Regions from separate parts of the Sus scrofa genome. Here regions 1 and 3 are each linked to region 2. A link is a contact called in public Hi-C data. All regions are on one chromosome and are shown on one strand. The core of a region is the stretch at or near the end of the contact, and the rest is flanking DNA. Distances in the headings are between cores, read along the strand shown. Region 1 overlaps AP3S2 (adaptor-related protein complex 3, sigma 2 subunit). Region 2 holds the start of MESP2 (mesoderm posterior protein 2). Region 3 holds the start of AP3S2 (adaptor-related protein complex 3, sigma 2 subunit).

What was found. A called contact is a pair of places that touch in the nucleus more often than the background predicts.
Region 1: a Hi-C map of alveolar macrophages shows a contact between it and region 2, with 2.1 times the contacts expected there. The contact joins the enhancer-like site here to the promoter of MESP2 in region 2. A contact is called at or near these places in 1 of 5 promoter capture datasets (liver), 7 of 47 Hi-C or Micro-C datasets (adipose tissue, alveolar macrophages, embryonic fibroblasts and 4 more) and 1 of 2 datasets of contacts at active chromatin or transcription factors (alveolar macrophages).
Region 3: a Hi-C map of embryonic fibroblasts shows a contact between it and region 2, with 4 times the contacts expected there. The contact joins the promoter of AP3S2 here to the promoter of MESP2 in region 2. A contact is called at or near these places in 2 of 5 promoter capture datasets (fetal liver and liver), 8 of 47 Hi-C or Micro-C datasets (adipose tissue, embryonic fibroblasts, fetal heart ventricle and 5 more) and 1 of 2 datasets of contacts at active chromatin or transcription factors (alveolar macrophages).

The regions. Positions count from the first base shown.
Region 1 is chr7:55,440,168-55,444,696 of Sscrofa11.1, reverse strand. The region is part of intron 3 of AP3S2 (adaptor-related protein complex 3, sigma 2 subunit); the gene reads left to right. Among named protein-coding and RNA genes, the nearest start is that of AP3S2, 20 kb to the left of the region's middle. Within about 2 kb of position 1,961, at least 2 of the 83 cell types and tissues checked have an H3K27ac peak or open chromatin away from gene starts, as enhancers often do. A contact at or near this core is called in alveolar macrophages and retroperitoneal adipose tissue, where this site is marked.
Region 2 is chr7:55,339,032-55,343,250 of Sscrofa11.1, reverse strand. It overlaps MESP2 (mesoderm posterior protein 2), which reads right to left and starts at 1,310. Exons shown (of 3, transcript XM_013997165.2): 1 at 1-1,310. The coding sequence starts at 117.
Region 3 is chr7:55,459,849-55,463,948 of Sscrofa11.1, reverse strand. It overlaps AP3S2 (adaptor-related protein complex 3, sigma 2 subunit), which reads left to right and starts at 1,597. Exons shown (of 6, transcript NM_001244548.1): 1 at 1,597-1,749. The coding sequence starts at 1,681.

The sequences.
Region 1 (4,529 bases), core at 712-3,211, 100 kb before region 2:
CACGGCAATGCCGGATCCTTAACCCACTGAGCAAGGGCAGGGACCGAACCCGCAACCTCATGGTTCCTAGTCGGATTCGTTAACCGCTGTGCCACGACAGGAACTCCTCTTTTATATTTATTGTAAATATTTTCTCCTTGTCTTTTAACTTTATGTAGTTAGGTCTGCCTTTTTTCTTATAGTTTGAAGGTATAAAAATGTTCTTAAAAGTAAAAAAGTTTTTTAAAAAGGGGAGTTCTCTTGCAGCTGAGCAGGTTGAGGATCTGGCATTGTCACTGCAGTGGCTTGGGTTTGATCCCTGGCCTAGGAACTTCCACCTGCTGTGGACATGGCCAAAAAAAGTTTAAATATGTCCTCCAGTATTGCTGTTGCTTGTTTTTTCTTTTGAGAAAACCATATTTATTGTCATCATTACCCAGCTTATTTATGTAGCAAATGGCCCAACTGTCTAAAGAATAGAATATCTACATAACATTCATGTTTCAAACGACGAAAATAACAGTAAGAGGTTAAGAACAAAAGTACACAAGGCTGGACACAAAAAAATGCATCTATGAGATTTTATCCCACCTCTGGCTTTTGTAGATTTGAAAAGTATAGAATTCATGAGCTAGAAAATATTGTTGGGAGTTCTCACTGTGACACAGTAGGTGAAAAATCCAATTGCAGTGGCTTGGGTCGCTGAGGAGACGTAGGATTGATCCCTGGCTCAGTGAAGTGGGTTAAAGGATCTGGCATTGCTGCACTTGCTGTGTAGTTTGCATCTGTGGCTCAGATTCAGTCCCTGGCCCACGAACTTCCATATGTTATAGGTGCTGCCATTTAAAATTAAAAAAAAGGGAATTCCCTTTGTGGCTCAGTGGTAACAAACCCAACTAGAATCTATAAGGACGTGTTTGATCCCTGGCCTCGTTCAGTGGGTTAAGGATTCTGTGGCTTGTGGTGTAGGCCAGCAGCTGCAGCTCCAACTTGACTCCTAGGCTAGGAACTTCCATATGCTGCAGGTGCAGCCCTAAAAAGAAAAAAAGAAAAAAAATCCATCAAGTTTAATAGAAATACATTTAATCTGATTACAACACTAACATCAGTATCACTGATTTAATATTTACAAAAAATGATATTTCCCTCCAGCTTTATTGAGATATAATTGATATGTAATACATAACATTGTGTAAATTTGAGATACACAGAATGTTGATTTGATAAACCTATGCATTGCAGAATGACTACCGCAATAGTGTTGGCCAACACCTCTTACCCTGTCACATAATTACTATTTCTTTTTTTGTGTGTGGTGAGAATCATATTTTCTAGTACATAAAAATCATTGTGACATCCATGAAAAGTTAGAATGCTAGGTGTTTGGTGCACAAGGAGCTGACATCTGGAGAACTCTGTAAGTCCCAAACTTTAAATGTGTAGTCACCTTCAAACTGTATCCATTCCTCAATTGGAAGATGTCTAACCCAGTCCCACTCCTCTTCATGTGGGCATGTGATCTTTTGATACTTAGCATCCAGGTTTCCAAAGACTATTTCCTGTTACTTCATAGTCATATGACTTTCTCCATCAACCGAGCTGTATCCAGTGTTTTCGTTTTTATTTCTTGTTCAGCAAATTTCATTAGATTCACAGCTCCTGGGTTATAATAGCTAAATGTGGCTCTTCTGGTCTCTGCCAAAGCTTTAGCTTGCAGGGCTGCCGTTTGAGCCATCATAGCCACTCAAGGAGTTACTTGTGTTCTCGATGACAGCAGGACAGCAACATAGAAAAGCTCCAGTAGCTGCAGCTATTTCTTACTTTTGTTTTTCACCATTTCCTTTTCTTGTAATTTGTCCATCCTTTCCAGCCTCCTAGGATCAAGTTGTTTCCCACTCCTTTTTTCTCAGATGATGCCTTTTATGAGGCTTCGATCTTGAGTAACTTCCGCCACTTGATGACTTTCTTTCTTTGCAGTTGTGTCTGTCCTCCCCGTTTTCAGATAAATTTAGTTTCCCTATCTGTGAGAAGAATGAGTGTTCTTTGTCATTATGTTCCTCAAATTTGTTTTTTAGACTATTTTTAGATTCATGTCATACTCTTTTGCTGTCTGAGTCTCTAGCACATTCAGTTCAATCTCTTCATGCATTAGCATATTCTTTGCTTCTGTTCTTTCCTACATTATCTGACTTTTGTTCTCTTTACCTTGATCGTGATCTTGAATAATGATGTTTTGAGAAAACTTTAGGAGAAACAGATACACCTGACTGCCTTTTTTTGGCGGGGAGGGGGGGGAGGGCCACAGGTGTGGCACATGGAAGTTCCCAGGCTAGGGGTCGAATTGGAGCTGCAACTGCTGGCCTATGCCACAGCCACAGCAACGCCATATCCTTAACCCACTGAGCCAGGTCAGGAATGGAACCCGTGTCCTCATGGATAGTTGGGTTCATTTCTGCTCAGCCACAACAGGAGCTCCTGTGACTGCTCTTTTTTTATCTCTATCTGGGGCTGTCTTTTCTGGAGCTGTTCTGTCTCATTCTGTATCACTTGCTTATTGAGAACCCAATTGTGCCCCCCAAAATTCACATGTTGAAGTCTTAATCCCCAATGTGGCTGTATTTAGAGATGGGGTCTTTAAGGAAGTAAGTTAAGCAAGGTCTAAGGGTAAGGCTCTGATCCCATACAACTTACGTTCTTATAAGAAGAGGAAGAGACTCCAGAGGCCTCTTTCTTTCTGTGCACAAATCAAGGAAAGGCCTTTCATGGACATAGCGAGTCTGCAAGCCAGGAGTAGAAACTGATCCTGCAAGACCTTGATCTAGGACTTTTAACTTCCAACACTGCCGCTGGCCTACACCACAGCCACAGCAACACCAGATCCAAGCTGCGTCTGTGACCTACACCTCAGCTCATGGCAATGCCAGATCCTTACCCTATGAGCAAGGCCAGGAATCAAACCTGCATCCTCATGGATACTAGTGAGATTTGTTTCTGCTGAGCCACGACAGTACCTCCTTATTTTGTTATGGCAGCCCAAGAAGACTAATACACCAATCTTTTTTTTTGGTCTTTTTTTTTTGTCTTTGTTGTTGTTGTTGTTGCTATTTCTTGGGCCGCTCTCGAGGCATGTGGAGGTTCCCAGGCTAGGGGTCGAATCGGAGCTGTAGCCACCGGCCTACACCAGAGCCACAGCAACTCGGGATCCGAGCCGCGTCTGCAACCTACACCACAGCTCACGGCAACGCCGGATCGTTAACCCACTGAGCAAGGGCAGGGACCGAACCCGCAACCTCATGGTTCCTAGTCGGATTCGTTAACCACTGCGCCACAACAGGAACTCCCTAATACACCAATCTTAATTTCATTAACCCTCTTTAATGGAAACAGCCCCTTGGCACTGTGCTGCTGAGAAGTATGGTCTGCCTCTCCTTACATACTCCAGGCTTCTTAGTCCAGAGTCCTGGCAGTAGGGTAGTTGATTTTCTTCCTTTAAAACTAGAGAACACACACACACACACACACACACACACACACACACACACACACACACACACAAAACCTAGAGAACATGAATTTTAAAAGAACATGTATACACTCAAGGGCTCAGAGAACAGGAGAGAAGACAATAGCAAGGAATTTTTTGAAAGCAGAAGGGAATATGAATTCCTCTCTTGACTTGGCTAGTCCAAGGAAGCCACATCCCAGGCCAGCAGTGTAGAAAGCTGACACCACACTACAGAATCCTCAAAGCACAGAGTCTCTCTGGGGTGTGGGTATAGAGTAGACAGGGAAAGCTCTCTGAAAACTGGTTAGGTCCCTAAGTCCTTCCCCCAGTTCCAGACAAAAACAGCAACAACTACAAAAACCCCAAACTGGGCTGCTAAACAAACAAGAAACATAGAGCAAAATGATCTCTTGGAAATTAAAAACCTGAAAGGAAAATGGGAGGAAAAGATAGGAAAATGGCAGGTTCAATATCCCAATATAAACAGCTCAAAAAAAAAAAAAATATATATATATATATATATACACTAGGAGTATGGAAGGACTTTGAGTTGTTAGATTGCAGGACTCACCAAGTATCCAGCACAGTGATTGAAAATAAACCCAGGTTTATGTATGTTATCCTTACAGTGGATGCTGAGTCACTTTTAAAAATGTAAGAGTTATGAATAGTGCTATAATGAAGTTACTGTGTGTGGTTTTTTGCATACATTTGTGTGCATTTCTGTTGAGTATATACTTAGGAATAGAATTGCTGGGTCATGGGATATTAGTAAGTAATGTCACATAATTTTCCAAGGTGGTTGGAGATATAATTTCCATTTATATGTTTATACCCAGTCAAAAAAACTGAAAAAAACTCAAATGTCCTGTCTGGAGTAGAGTAGATAAATAAGTTTAAAAGTGAAATAACCATATAGCAGTGAATATGAACAAGCCTTTCATGACATGCAACAGCATGGAAGAATTCACATTGTTGAGTGAAAGAAGCCAAATAAAAGGAGTACATGTTTTATGACTCCTGTGTAAGTTCAAGGACAGACAAA
Region 2 (4,219 bases), core at 61-2,560:
TGAGTCTGAGGAAGAGGCTGGGGACGTGGAGTTCGAGTGGCTGGCCCAGCCCCAACCTTGAGGGAAGATCCAGTGGTCGCGGCCGAGGAGGCTCTGCACAGGAGGGGACTGGGCCATGGCCGGGCTGCAGGCTCTGGGAAGCTGGGCCGGCTACCTCCAGGACCTACCTTTTATCTGGACCAAAGGTGTGAGGTGGACCCCCCGCCAGGTTACAGAGAGGTGTCAAAACCCACAGAGCCCAGGGAAGGTCTGGGTAGGGGGGCCCTGGGAAAGCGGGCCCATTTGCAGAGGTGTGGATTCTGACTCCTTGGGGGCTCTAATGGAGGCCCCTGCAGCCCGGGAAGTGTGGGAGGGACAATTCGCATCTGGCTGGAGCTGCTAAGCTTCTCACTGCGTTCCCACCCACCTGGCCCCATCCACTGCTCCGGTGAGTGCCCAGGACCCTGAGAGTGGTGGGCAATGCCATCGTCTCGAGGCGGCCAGACCGTCCCTCAGGTGACTCGAGGACCCCCGCAAAGAGTGGCCGCCTCCCTCATCACCACTCTCCGGGGGGCTGTGCCCAGTAACTCCCACCCAGTGCCTACCAGTTTGCTGGATAAGGCGTCAAGACAAACCCCCGAGGGACCTGCTCACAGTGATGGCAGGAGGGGGATTGGGGCAGGAAGGGACAGACAGGTGAACCCTTCCCAGGTTCCCAGAACCCACTCTTGCTGTGTGACACCGAGAGTGTCGACAGTTTCTTTCCCTGAAAAATAGTGCAGAGCAACCTGGAGAAGAGGGTGGAGTGGGTGGTGAAAAAAGGGGAAGGTAGGTCTGAGTCAGACCCTCTTTATTCGCTGTGTGACCTTGGGCAGTTCACTTAACTCCTCTGAGGCTCAAGTCGCCTCATCCTTCTGGCAGTAAGAATATGAAATACCCACCACCTAGAATGATTTCTGATATTAAGTGGAACCATCTGTGGAACCACTTAGCATGAGCCTGGCAAGTTGGCTGAATGTTTGCTATTATTTTATAAAGAAAGTGCTTCTAGAGGCTTGTGAGTATTATTCATTTAATACATATTTCTTTGGCAAATGGTAAAGGTCAGTTATGCTGGAGTGAACAAAATCATTGTGATGTCTGCTCTCACAGCATTTCAGTCTTGTGGGAGAGAGGAGTGAACAGTATATAATTAGTAGCTCCACCAGTAGCTAGCTGTGTACCCCCTGGGCAGGTCTGAGCCTGAGCTTTGGCTCTTAAAACAGGAATAATAATTGTAGCATCTGCTCACAAGATGGTTGTTGTAGTCTTTGGTTTTTGTTTGTTTGTTTAGTTGGTTTTTTTTTTTTTTTTTTTTTTTGTCTTTTTAGGGCCACACCTGAGGCATATTGGAGGTTCCCAGGCTAGGGGTCTAATCGGAGCTGTAGCTGCTGGCCTATGCCACAGCCATAGCAACGCCAGATCCAAGCCACATCTGGGACCTACACCACAGCTCACAGCAACGCCAGATACTTAACCCACTGAGCGAGGCCATGGATTGAACCCACAACCTCTTGGTTCCTAGTCGGATTCATTTCTTTCCTAGTGGGATTCGTTTCTGCTGCACCAAGACGGGACCTCCTTGTTGTAGTCTTATAGGATAACTTTTGACACAGTGAAGTTTAAAAAGTAAAAGCTCTCATTCCTCAGCAATAATTACAGTTTGGAGGAACGCAGTCAGTGTTCTTCATGATCTTCAGAAAAAGGGCTGAACTCAGAGGCTAAGGGCCACATGAGGGCCAGGGACTGTCGAGCTCCGGCCACAGAAGTGGATAGATCACAGCTTGGCCTTGAACTGTGAGTTGGACTTGGGTAGGCAGAGAGGCAGGTGGAGAGCATTCTGAATGTGGAAACTACATAAGCAAGGGCCTGGCAAGAGGAGTTCCAGGGGTGCTTCAGGAGCGTTGTGCAATGAACTGAAGCACAGCTTAGCTGGGGCCAGGTTAAGAAGTTGGATTTTATTCCCAAGGCAGTGGGGAGCCAAATGGACTTTTGAGTAGAAGTGTGACATTAAAAAAAAAAAAAAAAATCAGTAATCAATAACTAAAAGTCAACATGATGTTTCAGGAATAGATTAGCCTACACTAGACTGAAGTAATAAATAGCCTTGTACTTTTGTGACTTTTTAAAAATTAACTTTTAGTTACACAAATTATGTAACTAATACATTCTTTTTGTAAGAAATGGAAACAGGAGTTTCTGTCATGGCTCAATGGTTAACAAACCCAACTAGGATCCATGAGGATGTGCGTTTGATCCCTGGCCTCACTCAGTGGGTTAAGGATCCAGTGTTGCCATGAGCTCTGGTGTAGGTCACAGACATGGCTTGGATCTGGTGTTGCTGTAGCTGTGGTGTAGACTTGCAACTGTAGCTCCGATTCAACCCCTAGCCTGGGAACTACCATATGCTGCAGGTGAGGCCCTCAAAAGCAAAAAAAAAGAAAGACAGAAAGAAATGGAAACATAAAGCTCTAGTCCCATCCCTGTAGCCCCTTCCCAAAGGTCATGTGTCCTTCCAGAGGTGGTCCATATGCATAAAAACATATGTATCCTTAAAAGACTATGTTTATATGCATGGTACATTGCATGTAACTTGCTTTTTTTCATTCAACAGCATATCTTTTTTTTTCTTGACCTTTTTATTTTATTTAATTTAAAAATTTTTTTAAATGATTTTTATTTTTCCATCATAGCTGGTTTCAACACCATATCTTAGAGCATTCCATCTCAGAACATATTTAGCTGACTCATAGCTGGCCTTAGTTAATTTAAGCATTCACCCATTTAAGGAGTTCCCTGCTGGCCTACTGGTTAAGGATTTTTGGCATTGTCACTGCTATAGCTTGGGTTGATCCCTGGCCTGGGAACTTCTGTATGCTGCGGGTGTGGCAAAAATAGATTAAATGTTCATCTGTTTAAAATCATAGTGGATAATTTTAACTAGAAAAAAATTACAGGTAAACCTTCAATGATGAAATTGCATCACTTTCTCCTCAGAACTTATTTTTTACAAAGTTGGAGAAAATATGCTGAAGTTACTACTCTATGATGAAATGATAAATGACATTAAATAAGATTGGTCAGGGCAACTGTTATTATTTTAGCTGTTACGAATGGGAAGACATTTTAAATTTGTCCATCACACAAAAAGAAGGTGGAATTAATTGCTAATGGCTTTGATTTCAGTTTTTGAAAAGAAGCAATTAGTTATACAATATTTCATGATTTAAAAGGGTTTAATTCATTTTTTCTTTTTGGCCGTGCCCTTGGCTTGTGGAAGTTCCTGGGCCAGGGATCGAACTCACGTCACACCAGTGACCCTGATCCCGCTGGTTCAGTGATACCGCCAAAATCTTAACCCACTGTACCACAAGAGAATTTTGATGTAAAAAGGCCAAGGTAAAAGAAATAACAATATTTTTTCTTAAGGGCAGGGGGACTTAGAAAACAGTCAGTCCTACACTTTTTAGGGTTGAAATAATGGCAAATTATTTATAATAAACCATCATTTGTCCTAGACTGAACAGTACTATAAAACTCATGATATACTACCAAAGAATGTAATATATGTGATTGACAGTTGTAAATGAGATTCATCAGGTTTCATATATATTTCTTGATCTGAATTCTGAAGTTTCAGATGACTGTGCTGTTGATATTGAGTGTTCCAACTCACCTCTTTTATTTATTTATTTATTTTGTCTTTTGTCTTTTTAGAGCCCCAACCTCGGCATATGGAGGTTCCCAGGCTAGGGGTCCAATCAGAGCTGTAGCTGCCAGCCTACGCCAGAGCCACAGCAACAAGGGATCCAAGCCACATCTGCGACCTACACCACAGCTCATGGCCGGATCCTTAACCCACTGAAAAAGGCCAGGGATCGAACCTGTATCCTTATGGATGCTAGTCAGATTCATTTCTGCTGAGCCACAACAGGAACTCCTATTTATTTATTTTTATTTTATTTTATTTTTTTCCTTTTTTGGCTGCCCCACAGCATATGGAGTTCCTGGGCCATGGATCAGATCTAAGCCTATGCCACAGCTGAGGCAATACTGGATCCTTTAATCCACTATGCCGGGCTGGGGATCAGACTTGTGTCCTGGCACTGCAAATCCCGTTGTGCCACAGCAGAAACTCCTTTTTATTTTCTCTTTTTTTCCAACTCACCCTTTTTAACTGCAGTATAGTATTCCTTAGCAT
Region 3 (4,100 bases), core at 348-2,847, 120 kb before region 2:
AGCCTACACCACAGCCACAGCAACATCAGATCTGAGCCTCGTAGTCTGCGACCTACACCACAGCTCATGGCAACACTGGATCCTTAACCCACTGAGCAAGGCCAGGGATCGAACCCAAAACCTCATAGTTCCTAGTCAGATTCGTTCCCGCTGCGCCACAAATGGAACTCCATACCATGATTTTTTATAGCTATTTAATATTTCTCAAATGCGCATGGATCAATGCATTTAACCAGTTTCTCATTTTGGAATAACTAGTTTGATTCGTATTTTCCTCTGTGATAATGTTGCTGAGATGTACATTTTTGAGGCTAAATCTTTCCATAATCATTTTATTTTATATATATATATATACATATACATATATATATGTATATGTATATATATATATTTTTTTTTTTTGGTCTTTTGGTCTTTTTTAGGGCCACAGCAGCAGCATATGGAGGTTCCCAGGCTAAAGGTCCAATTGGAGCTTTAGCCACTGGCCTTCACCAGAGCCATAGCAATGTGCCATCCCAGCCCAGTCTGCCACGTACATGGCAGCTTATTGCAAGGCAGGATCCTTAACCCACTGAGCAAGGCCAGGGGTCAACCCGCATCCCAGTGGATGCTAGTCGGGTTTGCTAACCGCTGAGCCACGATGGGAACTCCTTTATTATAAATTCTAAAACTGGAAATACTGAGTCTAATCTATATTTTAAAGGCTTTTGATGCATATTTGCCAACAGACCTCAGGGTAGATGATTCCAATTTGCAGTTCTATCTGCAATATAGGGACGGGCTTCACCTCACCCCCACTAAGTCATTAAAAGAAATTCGCACACATACACACACACGCAAAAGCCAAATTTAAAAAAGAAAGAAAAAAAATACAAAGACTACCGATCTGGGATCGTCAGTACCTATTAAATGGAATTGCATTAAAGATCCCTTAATTCCACCATTCGCTGTCTACCATGGACAGACAGTCCTTTTGCATGAAGAGACCTCTATATAATTCAGCATTTATGTAATACTAAAAACGAACATAAGGTTCCCCAACCGGGAAATGGCTAAATTAGCCTGCATCTGCACACGTGGAATGTTCTGCAGTGTTAAGGGGAAGAAGGCAGGACCGTATGTGTTAACGCCGCCGAGGAGAAATGGAAGATCCCACAGCATCTTCATCTGGGAGCGTGGCTGCTGTTGGGGTTTCTGCCTTTTTGTTTTGTTTTTTTGCCGCGCCATCCTGCGTAAGTGCCTGGGCCAGAGATAGAACCTGCACCGCAGCAGCGACTCAGCCAGATCCTTAATCCACTGAGCGATCTTCATCTGCTTTTCCGACGTGCTCGGCTTTGCGCCTGGCGGGATTCTTAAGCAAACGGTGGGTGTGTACGAAGGGCTAAGAGCCAGGGTGGCGTCTTAGCCAGACCCTAACTGGCCCACCGGCTCTGGCCTAGGGGCCGGACCTCCTCAGCCTCGGAGTCCGCACCAGCCCTCCCGCGGCGAGCCCAGCTCCCGCCCTGCAGTTTTCACCAAGGCGTGCCGGGAGGCCGGACTCTTCGTGGCCCGGCCCCTGGGCGCCGGGACAAGTTTCCGGAGGCCACTCTCAGCAGCGCATCAACCGGAAACGTCTGTGTTGTGGCGGAAGGAGATGCTTTCTGGGAGCAGCCGGTGCTGAAAGAAGCGTGGCGGGCAAAGATGATTCAGGCGATTCTGGTTTTCAATAACCACGGGAAACCGCGGCTGGTCCGCTTCTACCAGCGTTTCGTGAGTGCGGCCTAGCTTCGTCACGACCCTTTGGGGCGCCTGCACCCCCCTCCCTCCCTTTGGCCTGTGCGAAGCGCGCGGGAAAATGCCCGCAGACCTTTTCGGGCTCCTGTGCCATGGGTGACCCCCAGACTCAACCTGCCTCGGCCCCGCTACCCCCGTTCTTTCCTACCCCTTCCAGGACCCCAGCATTTCTGTGCCGTTTTGTGACACTTCTCCAGTGTCTCAAGTGGTGGTTAACAGCTTAAATGGTTGAGGTCGCTTTCACCTTATCGGTTGTCGAGGTGAAACTCACCTCGCAGTTTCACCAGGGAGAAATACGCAGCTTTTTAAAATGGTTTCGCTTTAGCCAGAGGATTTAGAAAAGTGCTTTCTTGGAATTATTTTGCTTCAGTGGAGGCTGGGACTGCCTAGGGACTAGATACCTTTCACTCTGTAGAGTTCAAAGTCAGTTTGGAAAGTGAGAAATGATGAGAAATTATAAATGCAGCCGCGTGAGGGCTCAGTACCTGATGATGTGAATTTGAGTTTTCCAAAAACGTTTCTTTGGGAAGAATAAACGTCATTATTTGCTTCCTGTCCCCCGACGTTTTATTTCTTAAGAGCTAGGTTAAAAATGTAATTGGTGGGTTGGTGAAACCTAGAGGAGAAGTGAGAAAACTTATGTTCAGGTCAAGTTGATAAATCTCTTTCAGATTTTATTTCCTCTTTTGTCAAATAGAAATGAAAAAAATTTTTTTACCTTTTTCATATAATTTTTAGCTAGATTACATTTTATTAAATAATTATATCGGTTTTATGTTAGCATTTAATAACACTTCAATTTGTATTTGCATGTGTGTGTGTGAATTTTTCTGTCAGGGTTTTGCTTTGTTTTGTTTATGACTGTACCAGAGGCATATGGAAACTTCTGGGCGAGGGATTGAATTTGAGCTGCACCTGCCTCAACACCAGATCTTAAAACTCTATTGCATAGGGCTGGGGATCAAACAGGCACCTCCAGAGCAACCCGAACCACTGCAACAGGGTTGTTAACCTATTGCACCACAGCAGGAACTCCCTCCATCAGGTTTTTTAAGGTGTTACTGAGATCTAAGTTACATACTATACATTTCACCTTTAAAAAATATGCAGTGGAATGGCTTTTAGTACTTCACAGAATTATGCAACTATCACCACAATTTTAGGACATTTTCATTATCCAGAAGAGGAACTTCTACCCATTAGCAATCATTCCATATTTCCCCATCAACAACCCCAGCCCTTGGCAACCACTAACCTACTTTCTGTCTCTCTAAATTTGCTTATTCTGGACATTTCATATAACTGGAATCAATATAATATGTGGTCTCTTCTGACTGCCTTTTTTCACTTAGCATGTTTTCAGGGTTCATCCACGTTGTAGCATGTATCGGTTTTTCATTCCTTTTTATTGACATTGTGTGGATGTACCACATTTTAATTGTTATTCATCAGTTGATGTTTTACTTATGGCTCTTGTGAATAATGGTGCTGTGAACATTCATGTACAGGTGTTTGTGGGAGCATATATTTTCATTTCTCTTAGGAGTAGCATTGCTGAGTCACATAATAACCTTATAGTGAACATTTGGAGGAACTTGGCAAACTTTTACAAAGTGGCCGCACTGTTTTACATTCTCATTAACAGTATGAGCTGCAGTTTTTCCACCTCCCTGAAAACATTTCCTATTATCTTTTAAATTAAAGACATTTTAGTGGTGCAAACTGGATTCTCCTTTTTTTTTTTTTTTTCCCCTGTCTCTTCTAAGGCCACACCCACAGCATATGAAGGTTCCCAGGCTAGGGGTCTAATCCGAGCTGTAGCTGCCAGCCTACACCAGAGCCACAGAAATGCCAGATCCGAGCCATGTCTGCAACCTACACCACAGCTCATGGCAATGCCAGATCCTTAACCCAGTGAATGAGGCCAGGGATTGAACCTGAAACATGGTTCCTAGTCGAATTCGTTAACCACTGAGCCACAATGGGAACTCCTTTTGGTTTTAATTTTTTTTTTCCTGGTGACTAATAATGTTGAGCATCTTTCCATGTCTTTATTGACCATTTGTGTATCTTCTTTGGAGAGCATAGGATTTTTCTAAGAACTAAATTAGCTTCTGAGTGAAAATTACCTTGCAAACTGCAGAGTACTGAAAGATATGAAGGATTATTAAAATAATTGAGACATGTAAGCTATTGATAGTTTACCATTTCGTTAAATTGGATATTAGGTATTCTCACCATTTCATACCATTTACCCACTGTCTACTGCTATTTCCCCAAAGAGTCAGATGAAACGCTTTCGTGTAAAAGATGTTTGTGTAAAAAAG